Linked DNA regions of Mus musculus: regions 1 and 2 are each linked to region 3. A link is a contact called in public ChIA-PET and HiChIP or PLAC-seq data. All regions are on one chromosome and are shown on one strand. The core of a region is the stretch at or near the end of the contact, and the rest is flanking DNA. Distances in the headings are between cores, read along the strand shown.

Region 1 (3,501 bases), core at 280-2,779, 330 kb before region 3:
CAAACACCAAACTAACCAAGGGACACCTCTGTGTCCTTTGGCTTCAGTGTGGGTCTCCCTCCCCTCCCCTCCCCTTCCCTCCCCTCCCCCCTCTCCAGTTTCTCTGTGTAGCCCTGGCTGTCCTAGAACTTGCTCTGTAGACCAGGTTGGCCTCAAACTCAGAGAGATCCACCTCCCTCTGCCTCCTCATCCTCTGCTGTGATTATAGGAGTAGACCCCCCCACCCAGCTTCAGTGTGGTTCTCGTATTTCTTCTTGCAAGGCTGTTTTACTTTTTCATAATATGTGGACACCTGGAATTCCTATTTACGTGGTGGCCATCTCTTACCATCACCTCTGAAGCATCTGCATGGGCGTCTCCAGAGCTGAACCCTCTGAAAACTTTCAGACAGGTGTGAAGCTGAAAGGACTTGGGGGCTGTGCTTGTGAGAATGGACTCTACCTAGCAATTAAAAAAAAATCTATCTATCTATCTATCTATCTATCTATCTATCTATCTATCTATCATCTATCCATCTATCGTGTGTGTATGTGTGTGTGTAAGGAGAGGTCCCAGCTTCTCAGAGTTCTAATTTTAGAAACAACCAGATTGCATTGAATATTTATATCCACAACGATAACTAGTGGGCTGGAGAGAGCCCGATATCTCTCTGCCTTTGCTAAAGAGCAAGACAGATTGAGAAGAACCCAGCGTGTGGGTGGGCAAAAGAAGTTTCTTGGCGGACAGTGAAGTGTGTGTATGTGAGTCTTCTCATTTGCCCTCTGGTTTGGGCCCCTCTGGCTCTCGGGTGTGCAGTATCCAGCGCAGTGACTCCTCACTCTTGTTTGTCTGTGCCCATCACCCCTGGGATCAGGGTGAAGTGAGCGTGTGAGGTCAGGAGAACGCTCACTGGAAGGCACCTAGTCCTAGCCTGGTATTCGCTGTGCATCCATCCGATCTCTGACTTGTGGAACCGGCCCCAGCTGACAGCCTGCTCACCTGGGAGAGTCACCTGCTGCCCCTTCCTTTCCGCTTTCAAACCCATGGGAGAGCCCCGAGGGCCTTGCTGCCCTGTTTCTAGGCTCCCTCAGTGAGGCTAATTTTCAGGTGACCGTGTACGTGCTTGGCCCAGGCTCCTGTGCGCCGACACACCGAGAGGGAGCGTGCTGGTGTCAGGGACCGGGCGGGTCCATATCCGGGTGTACCGGGTGGGTAGGACCGTCCCTCCCTCCAGGTCTCGAGGTGGGTTGGGGGTGGGGAGAAGGGCGTGCGGAGATTTCCCCGGTCAGGATCCAAGTGAGGGGGCAACAAAAGGCTAGGGTGAAGGGGGCCGATGTAGGGCGTGCCCACTCTGTCTGCCAGGCCCGCCCCAGGAGCATCCTTAGCCCGGGCTCCGAGCGACTGCAAGGTTCGAGGAGCTGGAGGAGGAGGAGGGACCTGGAGCCCCGAACTTGCCCGAGAAGTGGCTGGAGGGCGGGGCCGGGCCCTGGTCGAGGCGGGAGGAGGGGCGGCCGCAGCTGCAGCTAGCCCGGCTGGCTTCCTTCCCAGCCCTCTTTCCCTCCTCCTCTTCTTCCTCCTGTATGAGTCAGGCATTTCCCGGGGAATCAGAGCAGCCACGCGCGGCCCGGGAGCCCGGAGCTGTAGCGGCAGCGGCGGCGGCGGCGGCGGCGGCGGAGGAGGAGGAGGAGGCGGCGGCGGGGCTGCCACCGCGGCGGCCACCGGCTCCCCGGGCGCGCAGCGATCATGGAGAGGGCGGCCCAGAGCACAGACGGCGGCGGTGGCGGGGGCAGCAATAGCAGCAGCCGGAGCAGCAGCCGCGCCACTTCGGCGGGCTCCTCGCCCTCCTGCTCCCTGGCTGGCCGAGGGGTGGCCAGCCGCTCTGGGGCCGCGGGACTGGGCGGCGGGGGCAGCCGCAGCAGTCCCGGCTCGGTGGCGGCTAGCCCGTCCGGAGGAGGCGGCCGAAGGAGGGAGCCGGCGCTCGAGGGCGTGCTCAGCAAATACACCAACCTCCTCCAGGGCTGGCAAAGCAGGTAAGGAGTCCGCCGCTCGCGCCCCCGCGCGCTCCCCGGGTGTGGAACGTGGCGCCACCCGCGGCTGGGGACTGCCTGGACACCTCGTCCTTCCTGCACCCTGGCGGGCGCCGCAGCAGCGGGAGGGAGGCAGGAACCCTGGTTTTCCTTGGGTGCTGAAAGCTGGCAGAATCTGGAGTGGCGTCGGGTGCGCCCTAGGTAGTTCCGGTGTCCTACCTGCTGAGGGTCTCTCACACCCAAGAAGAAGGGTTGAGAGGGACCCGCAGAGAGGGAATGCTCGGTGCCGGGCGCAGAAAGCATTCGGCACTCGTTGTCCAGCACAGTTCTCCCCACTCCGTAGTTCCTGTTAAAGTACGATGTTTGAAATACAACAAGGAACCTGTCACTTGTCATCTTTGGAGTGTCCCGCTCCCAGGGTGTGCATATCCCTTCCCTAGTGGGTGGCTTAACAGCGCAGTTTGTTATTATTCCCCGTTCAGGTGCATGTGAAGTTTCTTTGCTTCCCTCTCAAAGTTGCCAAGCCTTGAATTGGGCGTGGTGGCAGATGCTTGTAATGCTAGGCACTTAAGAGACATGAGGCCAGTGGACTTGAGTTTGGGGCTAGCCTGGGCTACATAGTGAATTCCAGGCTAGTCGGAGCCACATCGGGAGAACTTGCCCCAAAAAAGAAGTTGGCAAGTCTAGTGATGGACAGACTTCTGGAAGGATCGGGATGTCAGAGAGTGGAGTTCTCAGCATACATGGGGTGATGAGGTGTGGACTTCTGTTGTATGGAAGGACTTAAGGATCAGGCACAACGGCCTCTGTCTGTCTGTCTCCCTTTCTCCCCCCTCATCCCCCCATGTGTGTTGTGTGTGTGTCTGTATGTGTATGCCAGTGTGCCAGTCGCCAGTCTTTGGAGAAACAAACCAAAGTTGAAACATCCATGCAAAGACACCATTGGGGAGAGCATTGTCTTCTCGAACTTCAGTATCCCTGGATCACCATTTGGGACCCTTAATGGTTTGTCCTTGTGAGATTTGAATCCCACCCTAGAGTCTGGCTTATCTTTGCTGGTTGGACCAGATCCCTCTTAGCTCTTCCCGCAGGCTGTTTGGAAATGCTCTGATGGTTTCCAGATGAACCATGGGCTGTCACAGACGTGCGATGGTGCCTGTAGGAAGAGGACTTTGGACGTAATGGGAACCAAGCAGTTCTAGATACAGAACTCTGAGCCTCACCCAGGGTTTCCTTGGAGATCTGTTACTATGTTAGTGAAGTTGCTTTTAACTTCGGAGTCTTCCTCAAAATAGCTTCTTCGGTGTCTGCTCTTACCTCCCCCCACCCCTGGTTTTTTAAAAGCTGAAAACAGAGGTAGAGTTTGTAGGAGGGGAGAGATAGGAGATGACTAAGGGTGATTTCATTTCTTGAAAGTTGTGGCTCTGAATGGCAGTTCGAGGTACCTTGTCAGAGACACTTTGAAAGCGTGCTCATGCTTGACACTGCCTCTTCT
Region 2 (3,509 bases), core at 901-3,400, 300 kb after region 3:
TTCTCTTTATTTTTGACTGTGCATGTAGCTAGCTACTTTGAGTTCCTGTCTCCGTGACTTTCCCGCAGTGATGGACCACACTATGGAATTGTAAGGTATAATAATTCCTTTCCTCCTGTAAGTTGCTTTTGACAAGGATATTCATCACAGTAACAAAATTGAAGTAGACAACATGACACCCTTCCCACACTCTCATTTAGCATGTTGATAACATGGCTTTTGTCTTTGGCCTGTCTTCCTGGTCCCTGGCTTCACTTAGCTTGCACAGATCTCAAAGTCTACTAGTCCTGGTTTGTCTGCCCCCAGACAGAATTGGCATAGTCACTTCTTGTCTTTTGAATAAGAAATGTCTCCCACAGGCTCATGGGTGCATTTGAATATTTGGTGGTTCCTAGTTGGTATTGCTGTTTCAAGGTTGTAGAGTGTTTAGGAATGGAAGCCTCCGTGGAGGAAGTGTGTCTCTGGAGGTGGGCCTTGAGGTTTTACAGACTGGTTCCACTTCCTGTCTGCATTATTTCTTGACCTTTTAAGATGCCTGCAGTGTCTGCTGCATGCTTCCCCCATCCTGAAGTCCTCGGTGCCTTTGTTGCTGTGATGGAACGTGCTCTCTCCTGTGAGCCAAAGCAGATTTTTCCTGTGGTTACAACAATGAGATCAGAAACGGCAACAGGACACAGACTCTACCAGCCGCTCCCCAGTCTGGTCCTTCAATCCTTCCAGGTGTTTACGAGAAACCATTTTATTTTCGTACCAGCATTTCCTTTCTATTACATGTCTTCAGTTGTAAGTGTGCACACATGTGAGCACATGCATGTGGGTGCCTATCATGGTGAGCATATGGAGGTCAGAGGATAGGTTGCGGGGCTTATGTCTTCCCCTTCTGCCATGTGGGTGCTGGGGATGGAACAAAGGTTGTAGGTTGATGTTGGGATGCTTTGACTTAATCGGGGATCTGTGTGCCTATACACTAAAGGTCCTTGTCCCCAATTGGTTTTTGATCAGTCAATAAAGAGTCAGTAGCCAATGGCTGGGCAGAAAGGCTAGGAGAGAGGAGGGAGCAGAGGGAGATTTTCCATGTTCAAGAGGGAGACAGAAGGGATGTTGGAGCTTCAGGAGAGAAAGCCAACCAACCGTGTCATATCTCAGATAAGTGGCCACTGGCCGCTTCCTTGATTAGGCCTGAGGTACAAGGCAAGAGGCTAACAAGTGTCCAACCATTGAGCTAGCAAGGCACATTAAAAATAAGCTAATATGTGTTGTCTTTTATCCGAGTATCCAAAGTTTCCCTGGGTGGGTGGCTGGAAGTGCAGCCTGCCCAGGAGCATAAAGCGGGGTAGATAAGACCACAAGCTACAAAAAAAAAAAAAAAAAAGACCACAAGCTACAATAGGTCGTCAGACTTGGAGGCAAGCACTTTTACCTGTTGAGCAATATCATCACCCAGGCAACAGTAAATCTTTACCAGCCCTCTCCCTATTTGCAACCAACCCCCACCCCCTGATTCTCGGCTTTCTGAGGCTCAGGATAACCTTATTTTGTTTTCCTGGTTACCTTCTAGTTCTAGAACATTATATTAATTTTGCATTTGTTATATATATATAAGATTTCTCTTAAATGGATTTAAATAAAAATGCAAGTCAATTAAAAGCAAAATGTTAAGTACATTCAAAGGTGATACTTTTTTTAAAACTGTGTCAATCATTGGAGTTATTCTAGGTTAGTATCAACCATTCTGCTTAGAAGCTAACCTCTAGCCCAACATTCCCTTAGGGACTCTGTGACAGACTGTCCTGGGAAGGAAGACATCATCTTGGTAGGAAGAGCCTCTTCCTCTTGTTCTCGCTCTCTCTGAACTGACAACTTTCATACAGAAACAAGACTGTGAGGAGCAGAATATGAGGGAGGCTGGGCTGTGAGACCAAATCCCACATTTACTGCCTTATTCATCCATGTCACGGCCAAACCCTGGCAAGTTACAAGAAGAGGAGAGGCAGAGGCACACCTATTCAGGAGGTGGTTGAAGGCAGAAGGTACACTGGCCCCTAGAAAGCTTCAAAGAGGCTCCGAGAGCCTTTTATGCTTGGGAGTCAGTGTTTACCTGGGCAGAATCTGGATGTGGTCAATCTCTAAGCAGCCAGTCCTTGAGGCTGTGTTTGGATGCTGTCTTGAGGGAGTAGCCCGTGTCAGTCTCTGCACCTTTTTATGCCAGCATGTGACATTCAAGGGGACAAAAAGTTTTCCATAGTGGCTTTGTTCTTTATGTTATTACATCCGCCATTGACTTCATTGGCTGGCATTTAAAAGAGGAAGCTCTTTAAACTAAGCTGTCACGCTTGTGGTTTTAGAGGTTGGCACAGCAGACAGGTGTGGAAGAAAACTCTGTATGAAGCAGGCAGATGCAATTCTTCTAACAATTTACCCACCTCTAGGAAAAATGTCCTCGTGGACCCAAAGCATCATGGGAGTTTGCCCAGCAAACTCATAGTCTCGCCATGTTTCTGGCCTGTGTGGTAAGCAGCATGGGGGATGTCATTGGAGAGAAGGAGCTTGTAGAACTTTCTGGGTCTACCTCATGTGTTCGCCTTTCTTAATTAGTCACAAGTGTCATCTCATTTCAGTCCTTACTCAAAACTTCTGGTCTAAGCCAGTTTAATGCAGCGCTGTTCTTAATCCTCATTGCCAACAGGGTGGGAGTTAGGATCACCATGGGACATCCTCCATCTTATCTATGAGGGGGTTTCTGGATTGGATTAGTTGAGGCATAAATGCCTACTCTTAACTGTGGGTGGCACTATGTCATACAGTGGCACCCTGAACTGAATTAAAAGGAAAAACTGAGCTGAGCACTGGTGTCCCCATCTCTGTGCTTCCGATTCAATACAATATGACACACTGCCTCACACTCCTGGCTCTATAGCTCACTCACCTCAGACCAGGGGCAGAATAAACCCTTCATTTCTTTAGTTGCCTTTGTCACGGCATCAAGGAAATCCATCTGACTGTTTCCTTACACATGTTTAGCCTAGACAATCCAAAATGGACCCAAGGGCAGGGCAGAAGCTCACAGTAGCACACATATGGGTAATAGTACTGATTCTCACAGTGGACACTTTCCTCAAACTGAAAGGCAGGCTTTGGTGATCTCCATATCTGCCCATCTGCATCTGCTCTAAACACAGATAGGCCACGCCCTTTTCTTTGTTTCTCTGTGTTGCAGGAAGCTGCATTCTCTAGCATCCCTGGTCAACAGCTTTCTGGTTGACTTCAGCCAGAAGTACCAGTGTGAAATTATGGTCAAGAGAGTAAGAACCTTCACTCCCCTTTCTTAATTAGCCAGTTACACCATATTCCCTCTCCCTCCAGGGCAGGTAGTGGCCACGTCCTGCCTCCTGCTTCTTCTCTATGTTCTTTGCTGTGTTCTGTTAACCTCCTATACTCTAACGACTCTGAGGTAACCAATCTTGATAACGAGCTCCCCACCCCCACGCCCTTACAGTGGCCTAGATAGC
Region 3 (3,381 bases), core at 604-3,103:
TCAATAGATATTGCAGCATAAATATTTTTCTTAAAGTACAACTTAAATCTGATACTTAACACATAAGCCCCCCCCAAAAAACTCATTTATAACCTATATATGTACTAACTCTTAAGAAGATTCTCTGTGCATTTCAAATGGTAAGACAAATACCCTACCGTTTAATTATGTCTAATTACAAGTAAGATTAGTTCAAGGTTGATAGGGCAGCCTGAAGAATAAACTAGTTTAAAGAGGCGCGCTGGCGCTCGCTCTCAATCTCTCTCTGGGGGAAAAAAAAAACAAAAAACAAAAAACAAAAAACAAAAAACTTAACTCAGGTTGGGCCAGGAGGAAGAAAGTGAAAAGCAATCTTCCCGTGTAGGTAACTCAGTGTTCGAAGTTAAGTCCCTAAAACCAGTGAGTGCCATGCAGAGCGTGCAACTTCGGCACCACAATCTAGACTCTCAGCACTGTGGTACGGCTTGCTCTCTTCTCCACAGACCTTCCAGCAGACACCAATAAAAGAACTCATGCAACCCAGTCGGATATTGTAGCAACAACGAGGGTGAGAGTTCAGCTAACAGAAAAACGATCTCGCTCTAAAAAGCAACGCAATACAACTGTGCAAATAGTGTGGCGAGCTGAGAGCACTTAAGGGCCTTAGGGGGGAAAGAGACACTCCGGAAAATACCTGGTGCTGGAAAAACACGAGGCGCTACCACTGCGCTCGCTTTCGGGATAATATTTTCCCCCCCTACATTCTAACACTCCACTCTCCCGGAAAGAAAGCATGAAACTGCGAGGCTGAGCGGACAAGGGGTTCCAGTCACCACCAGCAGCCAGAAGGCAATCCCGGGGCTGCTCCGATGGCAGGAAGGAGAGAAATGAAATAAAATGCAACAAGGCGCAAAGCTGCGGCGGAGAGGGCGTGGGGAAGGGGGCCCCCGGAGCAAGCCGGGGCGCGGCGGCGAAGAGGCGCCGCGCGGAGCCGGCCCACCCCGGCGGCCGAGGACCCAGGCTCCGCTCCCAGGCAAACTTCGCCAAGCGGGCAGGGGGCGCGCCCGGCCCGGCCCGCGGGAGACCGGGTGGGATCCGAGGGGCTCCAGACAAACGGGGACCGCGGGCTGCCTGCGGGGGAAGGGCGGGCACACTCACCACGGGTCGAACTCGTGGATGATGCTCTCGAAGCGGATGACGGCGAAGAGGCGCGAGCTGAAGCCGGCCAGCCAGGCCAGGAAGAGGATGGTGAAGGAGAGCAACGACTGCCACCCGGCCGGCTGCGACAAGCCCCCGGACAGCCCCGCGGGGGGCCCCGGCTTCGGCGCCGCCGCCCTGGACGCGCTCTGGGTTCCGGGCCCATGGTGCCCGTGGCGGCTGTTCCCCAGAGCCATGAGGCCGCTCCACGGGGACGAGTTGAGGGACGACTTGTGCTTGCTCTCCGGGGCCGAGGGCTCCGCCATGTTGTGCCCCGGCGGCGGGTCTCGCTCGTCCTCCGCGGCCACCGCCGCCGCCTGGAGCGAGGGGTGCTGGGCGGAGACCCAGAGGAGGAGGAGGAGGGCGACGGCGACGACAACGAGGAGGAGGAGGAGGCGGAGGCGGAGGAAGAGCTGGGCGCGCTCCCGCCCTCAGCACCGCGAGGCCGGGACACTGGGGGTGGTGGAGGCGGCAGCGATCCGAAGTCTCCGCCTCAACAGTGGCCGCGACCGTCGCGGTCTCAACCCAAAAGGCCCCTGCGCCCCACTAGCCATCCGTGTCCCCCGTGCGGCTGAGGAGGCGGCGGTGGCGGCGAGAGCCGACGGGACGAGGGCGCCAGAGGAGCGGCGGCTCGGAGCGGCAATGACATTCCCCCGCCCGCCCAGCCGCGAGGAGCACAAAAGGGGAGGAGCCCCCTGGAGTCCGGGCGGAGCTCAGGCAACCTTTGACTCCGCCCCCTCGCCCAACAGGAACTGGCCCCTCCGCCTGTCACAGAGCGACAGGTCCGTTAAGGGGCGGGGCCGGAATGGCGGCGTGCGCCAATAGGAGCGCGAGCGGGGCCTTGGGCGGGGCTTCGGCTGAATGGCCCTCCACCCCCTCCGCCTCGCGGCCTCCCGCCTATTCGCCGCCGGCCGTGGCTACGATTTCATTGTCAGTTGAAAGACGCGGTTTCGCGCGCGAGCCCGTTCGGGGCCCTGGGGAAGGGCACCAGGAGGTTCGGCTCGCTTCCCCGCGCGGATTCCGACTCGAGCAGCAGAAGGTCCCACGTCCCAGTCGACCGAAGGAACAGAGAGCACGGCTTGGCCGGGTGCTCGGCGGCCGTGACTTTTAACCCGCTCAGCGCGGGGCGCCCGCCACGTGACGGGGCGCGCAGGCGCGGTGCGGGGCCCTAGGCGCGTGGGTCCAGCCGCTGTGCTGAACGTGCCAGAGTGAGTGGCTGGGTCGCTACATTCTCTGTCCCCGCCCTGCTGCTCTGAAAACTTGGAGTGGGCAGATGTCGTCCGAGCTGCAGTAAGATGTAGCCAGGCGGACACACACATAAATGTCACATTCTTTTTGCTGTGTTCTCCAGGACTTTTTTTTTTTTTTTTTTTTTTTGCAGCTCAATCTTTTGACTGCAAGAATTCATTATTTACACCTGCCTACGTTCCGTCACCAAATTAACTTTTCCTGGACTGTATTAGCTATTGCCCAATTTTCACTCTAGCCAACTGAAACGTAGGAACTTTTCCTTGTCTGGGGCAGTTTGCTTGTACCTTCTCCTTCCTCCACAACTAGCTCCGCCCATCCCCAAAAGGACAAAAGTCAGAACTAAAGATCCGGAGGGTCATTGCAGTGTTAGAAGCCCTCTTGGCAGGTACAGAGGTTAATGTAGAAACAAGGGCCGGCTAATATTTCACTGGTTTCTCGTGTACATTCACAACTGTCCATCTTGTTAGGGAACACCAGAATCTTTAAAATGTGTGTAAAGATTAAGTCCTGTAAATTTGCAAAATAAAATTATGTTCCGTTGCTCATTGTCAAAGGTTAGGTAAATGAACAAATGTACCTAACTAATAGGCTCAGCCACTCCCAACCTGGTGATTAACTTTGCCGGTTTCCTTATAAAAATAAATAGACTCTCATCAGGGAAAATGAACAGCTTCCATAAATAGACCTCCTCACCACCATTTTAATATCCAACATTTATTAAACATGTAAATTTTAATGAGATTCATAGTGGAATATTAACCAATCCCTTAGAACAAAGAGGTGACATGGCCTTTCTCAGAAAAGTGCACATTAAAATGGCAGCGTTTATTTTTGCCCATGTTTCATGAGCCAATGTTCTATTAATCTAAAATAACAGAATTTATCTGACGACTCTCATTTTAGACATTTTGGGTGTCTCTGGTGTTGCAGATGTTCCCTGATGAGTTTCTCTGT

The links. ChIA-PET counts read pairs in DNA pulled down with a chosen protein or histone mark. HiChIP or PLAC-seq counts read pairs in DNA pulled down with a chosen protein or histone mark.
Region 1: a contact with region 3 is called in an H3K4me3 HiChIP or PLAC-seq map of embryonic stem cells, with 14 read pairs. The contact joins the promoter of Osbpl10 here to the promoter of Stt3b in region 3. A contact is called at or near these places in 1 of 39 promoter capture datasets (the 3T3-L1 cell line), 4 of 484 Hi-C or Micro-C datasets (the N1E-115 cell line and embryonic stem cells) and 6 of 115 datasets of contacts at active chromatin or transcription factors (embryonic forebrain, embryonic hindbrain, embryonic stem cells and 2 more).
Region 2: a contact with region 3 is called in an RNA polymerase II ChIA-PET map of memory CD8 T cells, with 207 read pairs. The contact joins the enhancer-like site here to the promoter of Stt3b in region 3. A contact is called at or near these places in 7 of 39 promoter capture datasets (the C10 cell line, the HPC-7 cell line, frontonasal cranial neural crest and 3 more), 1 of 15 datasets of contacts at CTCF or cohesin (CD8 T cells), 33 of 484 Hi-C or Micro-C datasets (B cells, the C10 cell line, CD4 T cells and 19 more), 26 of 115 datasets of contacts at active chromatin or transcription factors (DN3 thymocytes, T-cell acute lymphoblastic leukemia, VIP interneurons and 20 more) and 3 of 9 other capture datasets (adipose tissue, embryonic stem cells and liver).

Annotation. Positions count from the first base shown.
Region 1 is chr9:114,976,956-114,980,456 of GRCm38.p6, forward strand. Osbpl10 (oxysterol binding protein-like 10) reads left to right here and starts at 1,530. Exons shown (of 12, transcript NM_148958.3): 1 at 1,530-2,009. The coding sequence starts at 1,723.
Region 2 is chr9:115,609,596-115,613,104 of GRCm38.p6, forward strand. No RefSeq gene overlaps it. Among named protein-coding and RNA genes, the nearest start is that of Gm39448, 48 kb to the right of the region's middle. Within about 2 kb of position 2,151, at least 75 of the 459 cell types and tissues checked have an H3K27ac peak or open chromatin away from gene starts, as enhancers often do. A contact at or near this core is called in B cells, CD8 T cells, the CH12 cell line and 16 more, where this site is marked.
Region 3 is chr9:115,308,615-115,311,995 of GRCm38.p6, forward strand. It overlaps Stt3b (STT3, subunit of the oligosaccharyltransferase complex, homolog B (S. cerevisiae)), which reads right to left and starts at 1,854. Exons shown (of 16, transcript NM_024222.3): 1 at 1,138-1,854. The coding sequence starts at 1,442.